Regions from separate parts of the Gossypium hirsutum genome. Here region 1 is linked to region 2. Evidence: chromatin contacts called from public Hi-C data. All regions are on one chromosome and are shown on one strand. The core of a region is the stretch at or near the end of the contact, and the rest is flanking DNA. Distances in the headings are between cores, read along the strand shown.

What was found. Hi-C and Micro-C count contacts between places; a contact is called where the count stands out from the background.
Region 1: a contact with region 2 is called in a Hi-C map of leaf, with 2.0 times the contacts expected there. The contact joins the promoter of LOC121219871 here to the promoter of LOC107886463 in region 2. A contact is called at or near these places in 2 of 34 Hi-C or Micro-C datasets (both in leaf).

The regions. Positions count from the first base shown.
Region 1 is chrA03:92,836,684-92,842,017 of Gossypium_hirsutum_v2.1, forward strand. It overlaps LOC121219871 (thioredoxin O1, mitochondrial), which reads right to left and starts at 3,968. Exons shown (of 6, transcript XM_041098452.1): 1 at 3,617-3,968; 2 at 3,392-3,508; 3 at 3,222-3,301; 4 at 2,367-2,411; 5 at 1,789-1,886; 6 at 527-1,019. The coding sequence starts at 3,866. The coding sequence ends at 950. It overlaps LOC121219873 (OVARIAN TUMOR DOMAIN-containing deubiquitinating enzyme 4), which reads left to right. Exons shown (of 6, transcript XM_041098472.1): 6 at 1-230.
Region 2 is chrA03:92,240,698-92,246,221 of Gossypium_hirsutum_v2.1, forward strand. LOC107886463 (meiosis-specific protein ASY1) reads right to left here and starts at 3,771. Exons shown (of 23, transcript XR_005916284.1): 1 at 3,580-3,771; 2 at 3,416-3,472; 3 at 2,716-2,812; 4 at 2,552-2,620; 5 at 2,361-2,453; 6 at 2,141-2,267; 7 at 1,962-2,031; 8 at 1,824-1,865; 9 at 1,336-1,464; 10 at 1,141-1,254; 11 at 958-1,000; 12 at 802-843; 13 at 511-635; 14 at 354-366; 2 more.

The DNA.
Region 1 (5,334 bases), core at 2,718-5,217, 600 kb after region 2:
GTAGGAACTCTACTGTAAATGCCTGTGTGATGATATATGTTCTAGAGTTATAGGAAGTTTCCGCTCATGCATTCGAAATCATCTTGTGTAAATTCGACAGCAAAAGTGGTTTAGATTAATGAATCTAGACCCTCCAAAAACCTGGGATTTTTTTATTATTATTATTTTGTCTCTATAAGCTTGTAACTTCACCATGTCTCACCAATTTTACGTGTTGCGTTTATGGTTTTTCTCCTTACAACCTCTTACATAATGTTCTCAAGTGTAAAGAGATGGGGTAATCAATTTCATTAAGGGTTTGAAATAAGGCTGTAATTGAATCGATCCACATTTGAACAATGAAAAGCTCAATCTCAACTTGATTTTTAAGACTCCAAACTCAGTTACACTTGGCCAAATACTATAATAGAAACTCAAGCTCAGCTCCAATTTTAGCTCAATTAAGCTCATTTTCATGCTCAAGTTTGAACTCCTTGTTTGATTTATATCACGAGAGCTCAATAGTGTATTAAGATACTCAAAAGAGTTGAAGTAATGACTGAATTGAATTCAAGTTTTTTAATCGAACTCAAATAACTTTGCCAAGACAATAGTCGCATCTACACACCCCCCCTCTCAAAAAAAAAATTGAAATCCCAAATTTGAAAGGCAACTCCTATGCCAAATCAACCTGCACATTACCTTAAAAATTGTCTACGTTTTAGAATTTTAGAAATTGCCAAATCAAACTGCACATTCCATAAAAAGATCCTAACTTTCCTCCTAAAGTTATAATTTTAATCAACCAAGCTCTGTGCTCGATATGTAAAGCTCACCTATAGTGAGAATGATGAGAGAAGACCACTCTCCGAAACCAAGTCTTACAGTCAGCTTCACATAAGGAAATCCTAAGACCCTTTATTTCCCTTCTTTGATAGCTTGAGGAAGGCTCCGTAATCATCATCAAGCATCAGTTTTTTTCGTTTACCTCTTCCCCTGAAGTAGCATCTTGCTTTGAATCATCTGTCTTCGGATCCCTCCTGGAAAACAAAACAATGGAGGTCAGAAACTAACCATATCATAAAACAGACAGCATTTATGCTTCCTCTTGGCATTCAACCCACAGTCAACATCATCTCCAAAACAAAATCAACTGCATAAAACAAGTTTTGATAAAGATAATATACTATTGTATAAAGTTGATCCATGCATACCAAGTGGCTAAATTTAAAAATATTTCTACTTCAGAATCTACACAAGAACAGGTTCAGAGAAAATACTTTAACTGAACTAATAAAGGCAGAGATAAGGTCAAAAAAGCGTAATTGTGACCTTATCTTCTAAACATGCAAATATCTTTTGCACTGGCATAAAATGTACAACAGCATGCACTTAGAATAAAAAAATAATACACTCTCAAAAGGCTTCCAGTTATATTAATCTATGTTACTCGGATTCTGATGTAAGTGACATAGGTGATTTCAATTTTTTTAAAAAGTTCCATATATTTGGAGTGCTTAGGGAAGATCATATCACTACACTCCCCAAACCAATGTCCGGACATGCATCAAGACATGGATGTCAGACACAGATGCTTCAAGAAAAAATGAAGAGCTGGAGCAGCATTATTTAGCTACTAACCAAATAAAAAAGGCAGAACAAAAACATATTAAGTTTAAAAAAAATATGGAAACTGGATAATTTAGTAAACATTATACCTAACATTTTAATTATCTAATATAAATCAACTGCATAAGTTCGTGTTCAAGAAAGCAGCAAAAGAAGCAAGTAGAGAGGAAGAATTATTACATGTTGTAAAGTTTCTTCATTGTTTGAATTATGCGTGTAGCATCACCACCAACAACTTCTACCTCCTGTTTGCCTTCTTTAAAGTATTGAACAGTTGGCTGTATCCAAAGATGAAGATTTAGTGATCGAACAAAGAATCTGTTCATACAAAGAATGGAAAAGACTCTTGGAAACTTAATATGCCAAGCTAAAATTATCTTATTTTAACAATAAAATTGCAATGGCAGACATAACAAGCACTTAAAATCTAGTTTGGTAATTGAGATTCCAAAATACTTCAAAAAGTTATCAAAATGAAACTTATAATTGACATTGACCACTGTTATACCAAAAATTATACTGCACATAGACATGTTATATAAGTATCATATCAAGCATAACCAATTTAAATTACTAAAAACCCAAAACTAAGATTTCAATCTAAAACTAGATATAAAAATCATGCTTAACTGGTTTCTCATCATTCAAGAGAAGAAAGTAACAGCAAAAAATGTTTGCCACCATATATAAATGGTAGCAAATGCCTGGTTTGCAGTTCAAGTATTGAATAACCAATAGTTAAAAGAAATGTCATTTACCACAGCTGTAATATTTAGCTCTTTCAGTTTTCTTGCAAGGCCTTCCTGCAACATGTTGACAACATTAATTCCCGTATATAAAACATATTGTCAGAAAGTGTTTCTGAAATGCAAAAGCTAAAAGAGGTAAGAGTTTAGCTTCTATTTAAAATTAATAAAGCCCAATAAAACTGTTACTCAGACTCAGATGAGTTTCGGACACATATATGTATGGCACAGGTATGTTCATTTCTTTCTAAGTTTTTCCATGTATTTGGATTTTGGATGGTTCTTAAAGCATCATATCCTAGTACCCATGAATTAGTCTGAGGCAGGCATAGGTGTCCGAAACATGTACTTCATGAAACAAAAATAAGAAATGGCTCGACATAGCAAGAAAATATTAAATCAATAAGAATGAATGCAATAATAAACATTTCAAAAATTTTCTCAGGTACAGTTTTGCAGAACTTACATGAGCAAATAAAATGACTTGAAAAGATAGTAATAACTTATTTCAAAGAAAGTTTAACAACAAACTCTACATCATATGCCCTTGTATTATCAAACATTTCAATCTCAAACACGAAATAGAATCATACTAAGTTTATTGCCTTTCCATAACAAATCCTTGTACAAATCATCATAAATAGATTCACTTTACCACCAAGAAGGCAATTCAAAATGAATGATTCATAAATAATACATACTGGACCCTTCAATGGAGATATTTGCAATTCAAAACTTATGGAAGAAATACCTAAATCTAGACCCGACAATACATTACCATTCTGGTTTAAAGTTCCTTTGTTAAAAATATATACCACAACCAGTAAATTATGAAGGTAATAAATTCAATAAAAAAATCATTTAGACCTCATCGATATCCATCTTATAAACTGTTACTTCAGGAGTTCTCCGAGCTAACTCGTCCATGACAGGACCGATGAATCGGCCTACATATAGATGGAACAGAACAAATATAGTGAAACACAGCCAGTGCCTTTGATATCAGAAACTCGAAAGAAGAAGTTAGAAAAACTTACATGGAGCACACCATGTAGCAGTGAAATAGAAAACAGCCGGCACAGATTCGTCTTTAGTTTTGCTAAGTGCAGCATCAAAATCTTCTTCTGACTTAACGGGGACAACATTCTCTGGAACTGAAATTAAAGAACCAAATTTATGTGTATTTAAAAAAAAAAACCTCTTCTTTTTCGATGTTCAAAGAAAAACACTTTAACAAATAGAAAATGAAGAATAGAATTTACCCGGCACCGGTTCGGTTTCCATGAAGGATGGTTTGAAAAAATCAGGAGAAGAGTCCGAGAAGTATCGGGAGAGATTAAGGTTTTCAGGGGTCCAAACTGGAAATGGGGTTTTAGGGATTGAAGAATTTGTCTGGGGGGTTGACATTAAGTAACTCTGATTTAAAAGAATCCGAGAAGAAGAAGAAGAAACAGAGCGGCCACTGAAAGCTCGACGGGTAAGAAATGGGCGGAGAATTGATTTCCCTCTCATTTTTGCCGTTCTCAGAATCTGGGTTACTTACACTTCGGTTTGTAGGTTGTAAAATAATAGAAGTGCGGCTTCCAGCTTTAAAGGACTAAATTATGTGGCTTGGTTTCCGCCATTTTTGCTGCCCTACTTGTAGGGTGTAACTGAGTTGGGCTACCGAGTTACAAGGGCCTGGTTTAGGCTTTTTCAAGGCCCATATAAAATTTGAACAGTTTAAAATTGAGTTGATTTACTGAACATCCTTAAACTATAGACCAATTTTTAAATTGGTTCTTAAATTTCAAAACATAATAATTAGGGATAAATTTTAAAATTATACATGAATTTTGATCGAATGTACAATTTGATACTTAAACTTTGATTTGGTGCAATTATACACATGAAACTTTGATTATGGTTCAAATGTATACATGAACATTTAAGTTTAATTCAATTGTATACATTTAAATAAATAACTACATCAATTTATTTTTATATTGGATCAACATAATTATTTGTGTATGTAATATGCAAACTTAAATTGGCACTATATTGATAATTTTATATATAAAATTACTCCAAATTAAAATTAATAAATAAAGTTTTACTTTAAACCAAAGTTAATTTTGAGTTTTATCCTTATTGATTAATTCTTCAAACTATTACAACATGTTTGGTTGGATGGAATCGCTATTCCATTCCTGCGCAATTTCGTGCGCTACAGTAATTTTTTGCTATTACACCGTTTGGTTCACTATTTACTTGATTCCACAGCTTTGCTATTACACTCATATTCCTCAGATGCTGTAATAGGTATTCTGGGGTGAGGCTCTGAATTGCTATTCAACACCACACGCTTAAAATTTATCCCCAAAATAGTCTGCTTTCTTCTCCCTTGCTCCAGAATTCTTCCAACATTTTTCCCCAAATCAACAGCACGTTGGCCCTTCATCTTCATCTCCGGTACATTTTCTTTTTTTATGATAAGCTCCTGTTTTCTATTTCTCCTTCCTCATAACTTTATAACTCTTCTTGTATAAAACTTCATAGCTCTTCTCATAGTCCTCTTTGATTGTCAAAATTTGTTATGGGTCTCTGATATATTTCTTTGTTTCCTTGGCTTATGAAACTAAAGGCATAGGTTGTTGTTTTTTTTTTTTGGTTCTTGATTGACTAATGTCGCCTGGTAATGAGTATCAAACTTATGAATTTGATGTTAGCTAGGCTAAGCAGTTTTAAAAAAAGTTAGGTTTAAGACCCTGAAATCTTTGTCCAAATTTCGACCTATAAATCCCGATTGGGTTTAATTAAGCAGTTCAACTCAACTCAAAGAACCAACCGAAGTACTAACTTGTGTCTGACTGTCGTGTCGATTTATTGTTCATTGCATACCATAGTTAATATCTTAGAAAAAAAATTATTTTCGTAAGGCAAAGGCCGACCATGAAGGTGGAAGAGCTAGAGAAGAGAAAGTCCAGAAAGATTACGTCTT
Region 2 (5,524 bases), core at 2,521-5,020:
TGAGCAATCAGGACCTGGCCATCCGTTTCTTCTTTAACCGTAAACTTATACTCAGATTTCTGGCATTGTCTTTCATCATGTCAAGGAGAATGATCTAAAGCAGGTGATGAGGATAAAAATTTTAAATTAAAAAGAAAATAACCTTCTGCTTGTTTATGGTGTAACTGTCTTTTCCACTTCTTGATAAAACACCTTCCTTTACAAGTTTGTCCATTATTTCTGATATCAATCAAAAGGTTTTAAAAGTAGTAACAGGTAAAAGTAGAGAATTTATTATTATAGCAGTTGAAATCCGGCACTATAGAGTACTCCCTTCCTGTTTAAACTTTAATTTCGACCCAATCTTTTATTACCTTCTGTCAAAACCTGTACTCGCGCAAAATAGTAAGATTTAGAATCTGAATATTATGGCAAACAAGAGGAATACAAAAAGCAAAAGCAAACTACTCTGTACTAATTTCTGGCTCTATTGGTCAAAAATAAGATGGGAAATTAAGATAGCACGCTTACCACTGAGATATCTGGGAAATGTGACAGGACATCAGTAAGTTCAACAGTGTCAAGATGAAGATTATCGATCCAAATCTTCACCCTTGCCAACTGTTGTTCATCCTCCACGGGATCTTGAGTATCATCTATGCAGCAGGTAACAGATTATTAAAGAAACCTAATCTAGAAGGAAAAAAATTCTCATGGAGAAAGAGGAAAGGTGAGGGGAAATTTTTTTCTTAAAAAAAAACTTCTTTATCAACTTTAAACTCTACAATGTCTAATTCCAGATTGATAACTTGAAAATGTTACCTTCATCAACCGCACTATTGTCTTCTTCTGATCGTTCCTTATCTGGCAGAATAGCCATTGTTGTTACTGACAATCAAATTCTCCCAACAAGAACTCATAAAAAACATGGCAGGGACAAATAAGGACCATAAGGTCTAGTTGAAACAAATTATTTACCTACTGGAGCCACAATAAATTGGTCTTCTTGTGATTCACCAACCTGAAATCAGTAGAAAAAATCCAAGACCTCAACACAGCTCTAATCATTTGGATAGTGTGGTATCAGTTGGTTTCATATATTACAAGCGTGCTTTAAAGGGCAACTGTACATAAACTGAACAAAGGAGACTGTTATTGTACCTCAGTATCAGAGTCGGAAGATTCATCCCTTTGAACAGAGTCAACACCAAGGCTTACTTCTTCATCTTCAATGTCGTCATTTTCATCCCCACAAGGATCAAGTACACTTTTCACCTGTACAAAGTTACCGTTAACGAAAACTTTGATTAATATACGAACAACAAATGCGATCCCCACAAGCCTTCAAAAAGTTACCTTGAGAGCTAACACAAAGTGCTTGCTGTTGACATTTCCAACTTCCATCCTTAAAGGATTTTTGGTCCATGAATTGTGAGCTTCGTCTTCCGTACAGCCTCTAAAGAATGGAGGCTCATAGTCCATTGGCTGTACTTGATGAAATTAGCGCGTTACCATAATACCATATTTTGAAGTTAAATCTAAAAAACTTTGACAAAACAGTTACCCGAAAACTGGAAAATCAGCACATAGACAAACAAGCAACGAGTTGCTTCAGTTCAATATGCATTGCAAGCATGCGACAGCTGGCCAATTTTACGACTATTACCCGGAGAAGTGAACATATGCTCAACAACCAAATACCCAATCCACTTATATAGACAACAAGAATTCACAAATAATTTCCCATATTTTATTGAACATTTGGGAAATTTTAAACTAAATTAGCCCCAGACTTGAGGTAGATGGTAAGCAAAGTCTTCACGGGGAAAATAAGAAAGGCGTACCGTCACATCATCATAGTAGAGGAGTTTCATTAGTATAGTACGCTGAAACAGAAGATAGAATAAAGATATCACAATTAATAATACCAATACAGCTGTATGTAAAAGAAATATTTAGAAAGCTTATTTGCTAAAATTTACCTCTTCAGGCATCTTATCGAGAGTTCTCATCAATTGAACCAGAGTACGGACCATTTTACAAGCAGAACTCCTGAAATTTTACGTTGTTATGGAAGTTTTAACTTAAAATTTCATCTTTAAACAACAATTGGTAGAAAATTCAAGATTATACTGGGTTGAATGAATCGAATTTTTATCACCTCATTTGATTGGGAGTAACTTCAGTGGTGGAGTTGCAGATGAATGCTCTGCCATGCCTTTTGCTTCCAGTGCGATTAATATTCATCGAAACCTCTTGGGTATCAGAATTGGAATAGCTAAAAGAGACTGCATTGAGAAGGGATACTCAATTTGTTAAATCAAGAATCGAACCACTAAACTTTGAATACGGTTAGAAAAACGGTGACTCGGAAATTTTACAGGAATATTCCTCAATCATTGCTCCATCTATTGATTCGCATATGCAGAACAATAGTGTTTTCAGGTACTTTTTCTGCAATGCATCATAGACACCTGGGAAGAAGAGATAAATGATCGAATAATTAAATTCAAGGATGCGACAACGATGAAAACAGGAAAAAGAAGTGAAGAATCAATGGAAAACAACTTGCCTTTCTCCATCCAATCAATCAGTCTACGAGACTCTGCATCCAACGGCATCAGCTTCTTGATCTTCATCTCTAATGATATTTGTTACGATTTTGAAGAAATTAGCCAAAGAGGTTTTGGAAATTTTAAAATGAAATTTGTGAAAGTCTTAGAAGATGAAGCTTACCTAAAGCAGGGACGGATTTATCGTTGAAATAATTTTCTGGAAAAAGGCCTCTGATATAGCTAATATTGAAAATAGCAATACGAAGCAAGTTCCTCGTCTGTCAGGAGAAAAATCAATACACAAAGATGAGATCAAGTTAAATATATTTATAATCAAAGCTTCAATTCCAAAAGCTTCTAGGTCTAACTATGATAATAAAAATAAGAACTCGGGTCCATTGTGCAGCAAAATTCACGAGAGAAACAGAAAAACAGAGCAATTTTCTCGCGAAGTTGCGATGAACTATAAGGAATCAGTACTGAAAAAAAATTTAACGGCAGGCATTACCAGCTATGAGAAAAATTTTCATCGAAGCGACAAAGCAAAATTAAAATGTTCAGATCTGCAGACTATTGGTACATAAAAAGCCTTTAATATCCAAGTTTCCTAGAGAAGTTAAATTTCAGCAAAAAACGAGAACAGAGATTTTGGCTTCTGCCTACGTTGCATTTATCAGATTGAGTTTATCGATGCACTCAAATTTTTGAAGATAAAAGAAGGAACTATATTACGATCAAACAGGAAAAAAACAGAGCAAAAATTTATGTAGCGACTAAGTATAGAACAGCAAACAAGCAAACTTAACGCTGTGTTGAGACATCAAATCAATGCCAGGGGAATCAAAGAAACGAGCTAGAACTGGATAGTGGAAGTGTTTTACCAGAAGGAGAGAATCTTGCTCGGTGATCTCCGCTTCTTTAACCTTCTGCGCAACAACCTGACAAGATAAAGCGGTACAAGTTATAACGAGATTGGAGTAGAGAAATACAAAGAAAACGTGAAATCGTGATTATGGATAGGAAATGCTTTGATTTTAAAGCCCACCATTGTTGTAGAATTTTGATTGAGAGAGCTAAGAACTCAAATGGCAGAAAGCGAGGATAAAGAGAAATTTTCAGAGAAAACTAGAGTGTTTGGCTTGGAAGTTTGAATCAAATTAGAGAGAGAGAGAGAGAAAGTAAGTAATGGCGGGAGAGAAATGAGCTTGGAGAGTTAGGGAGTCGCTATTTATAGAAGGTCGGTACATGAAATTTAAATTTTAAGCACGGCTAAATTAAAAATGCAGATGGTGTGTTTGAACTGTAAAGTGTGGTGATGAGGGATGAAATTGTTATTTTACATGAACATTAAGGGCGTTTTGGTCTTGGAATGCTGACGTGGCAGCTTCAGCTTGGCCAATACATCATCAACTAAGCACTGGTTGCCGGGACTTGGAGTCCGTTGAAGCACCGTACCCGCTCTGCCAATGAGAGACAGTTACATGAAAACTAGACGTCCGCTGAGCACCGTCGCGAGCTTGCTCATGAACCTCCATTTTCCATTTTCAAATAAAATGAAGGCTTAATCCATTGTTTATCCTTTTTTTTTAACAAGCGAGTAAATTCTAATTCTAATTTCTCTATTTTTTAAAATTATAAAAATAATTAAATTTCAATTTATGATTATATTTCACTCAAATTCGAGATTTAATTTATATATTTTAATTTTAATATAATTTAGTATATCAAATTTTACAATATCATTAGTTAATTTGAATATTTTATTCTAATTAGAATGGTGATATAAATTTTTAATAATTAGTAGTACCGTTAAATTTTTTTATTAAATTTTAGTCAATTACAATTTTTTTATTACATAAATAATAAGTGTTTTTTTTGTCAAAATTATGCATAAATGTTATAAAATAATATATAAAAATAATACACATGATAAGATACAAAAGTAATGCAGGAATGTACATAAAGATGCATAAGATAATACACAAACAATGTTATAAAATAATACATAAGGATAAACACAAGGTTTGCAATGCATAAGTGAATAAATAAAATAATGTTAACCTCAAGAAATTCATAAAAATATATATAATTATCATCCTTATTATCCTAAAGAAAGAATTTATGATCATAAATTATTGTCGTATATATATCATGCATTACATAAATAAAAGTTATATATAGTACATAAATTCAATACATTAACTCTACGTTTGGTTGGGGTGAATAGAATAAGGGTATAATGGAATAGAAATGTAATGGAATAAAGTTGTAATAGAACAGAACTGTAATCAGTAATTTAATTATTTGGTTCAATGGAATTGAATAGAGCTGTAACAATATTTTTATATTTGGTTGGAATGGAATAGATGTTGTAATAGTATAAGGAAAAATATTTAAATGACCAGAATACCTTTAGTAAAATTTTTTTAGATAAATGATTATTGTTATTGTTATTAAATTTTAATAAGATTATTATTAAATATAATTTAATAAAAAGTAAATAATTTAATCATATTTTAACACAATTATTATTAAATATAATTTAATAAAATAATATATAATTTAATAATATTCTTAATATAATTATTATTAAAATATAAATTAATAAAAATCATAATAAATAATTTAATCATATTTTAACATAATTATTAATACAATTTAATAAAATAATATATAATTTAATAGCTTTCTTAATATAATTATTATTATTTTAGGTACATGACTATTTTTTTTTTCAAATTTGGATCATTCTATTTCTTGTCGTTGTTCACTTTTTCATTGAATCAAATACAAGAATAATGTTGGAAAAGGTCACAAAGAAAAACAAAAGTGTAAAAGGATAAAATTACACAATATTTCATTACTTTTTTATATTCAAATTTGACAAGGGCCAATTCTTGAACCATTTTACTCCATAGATTACATTTTTATTACAATACAAGTTCAAACTTATACACCCAAAAATGGTAGAAACATGAATTTGTTGATCA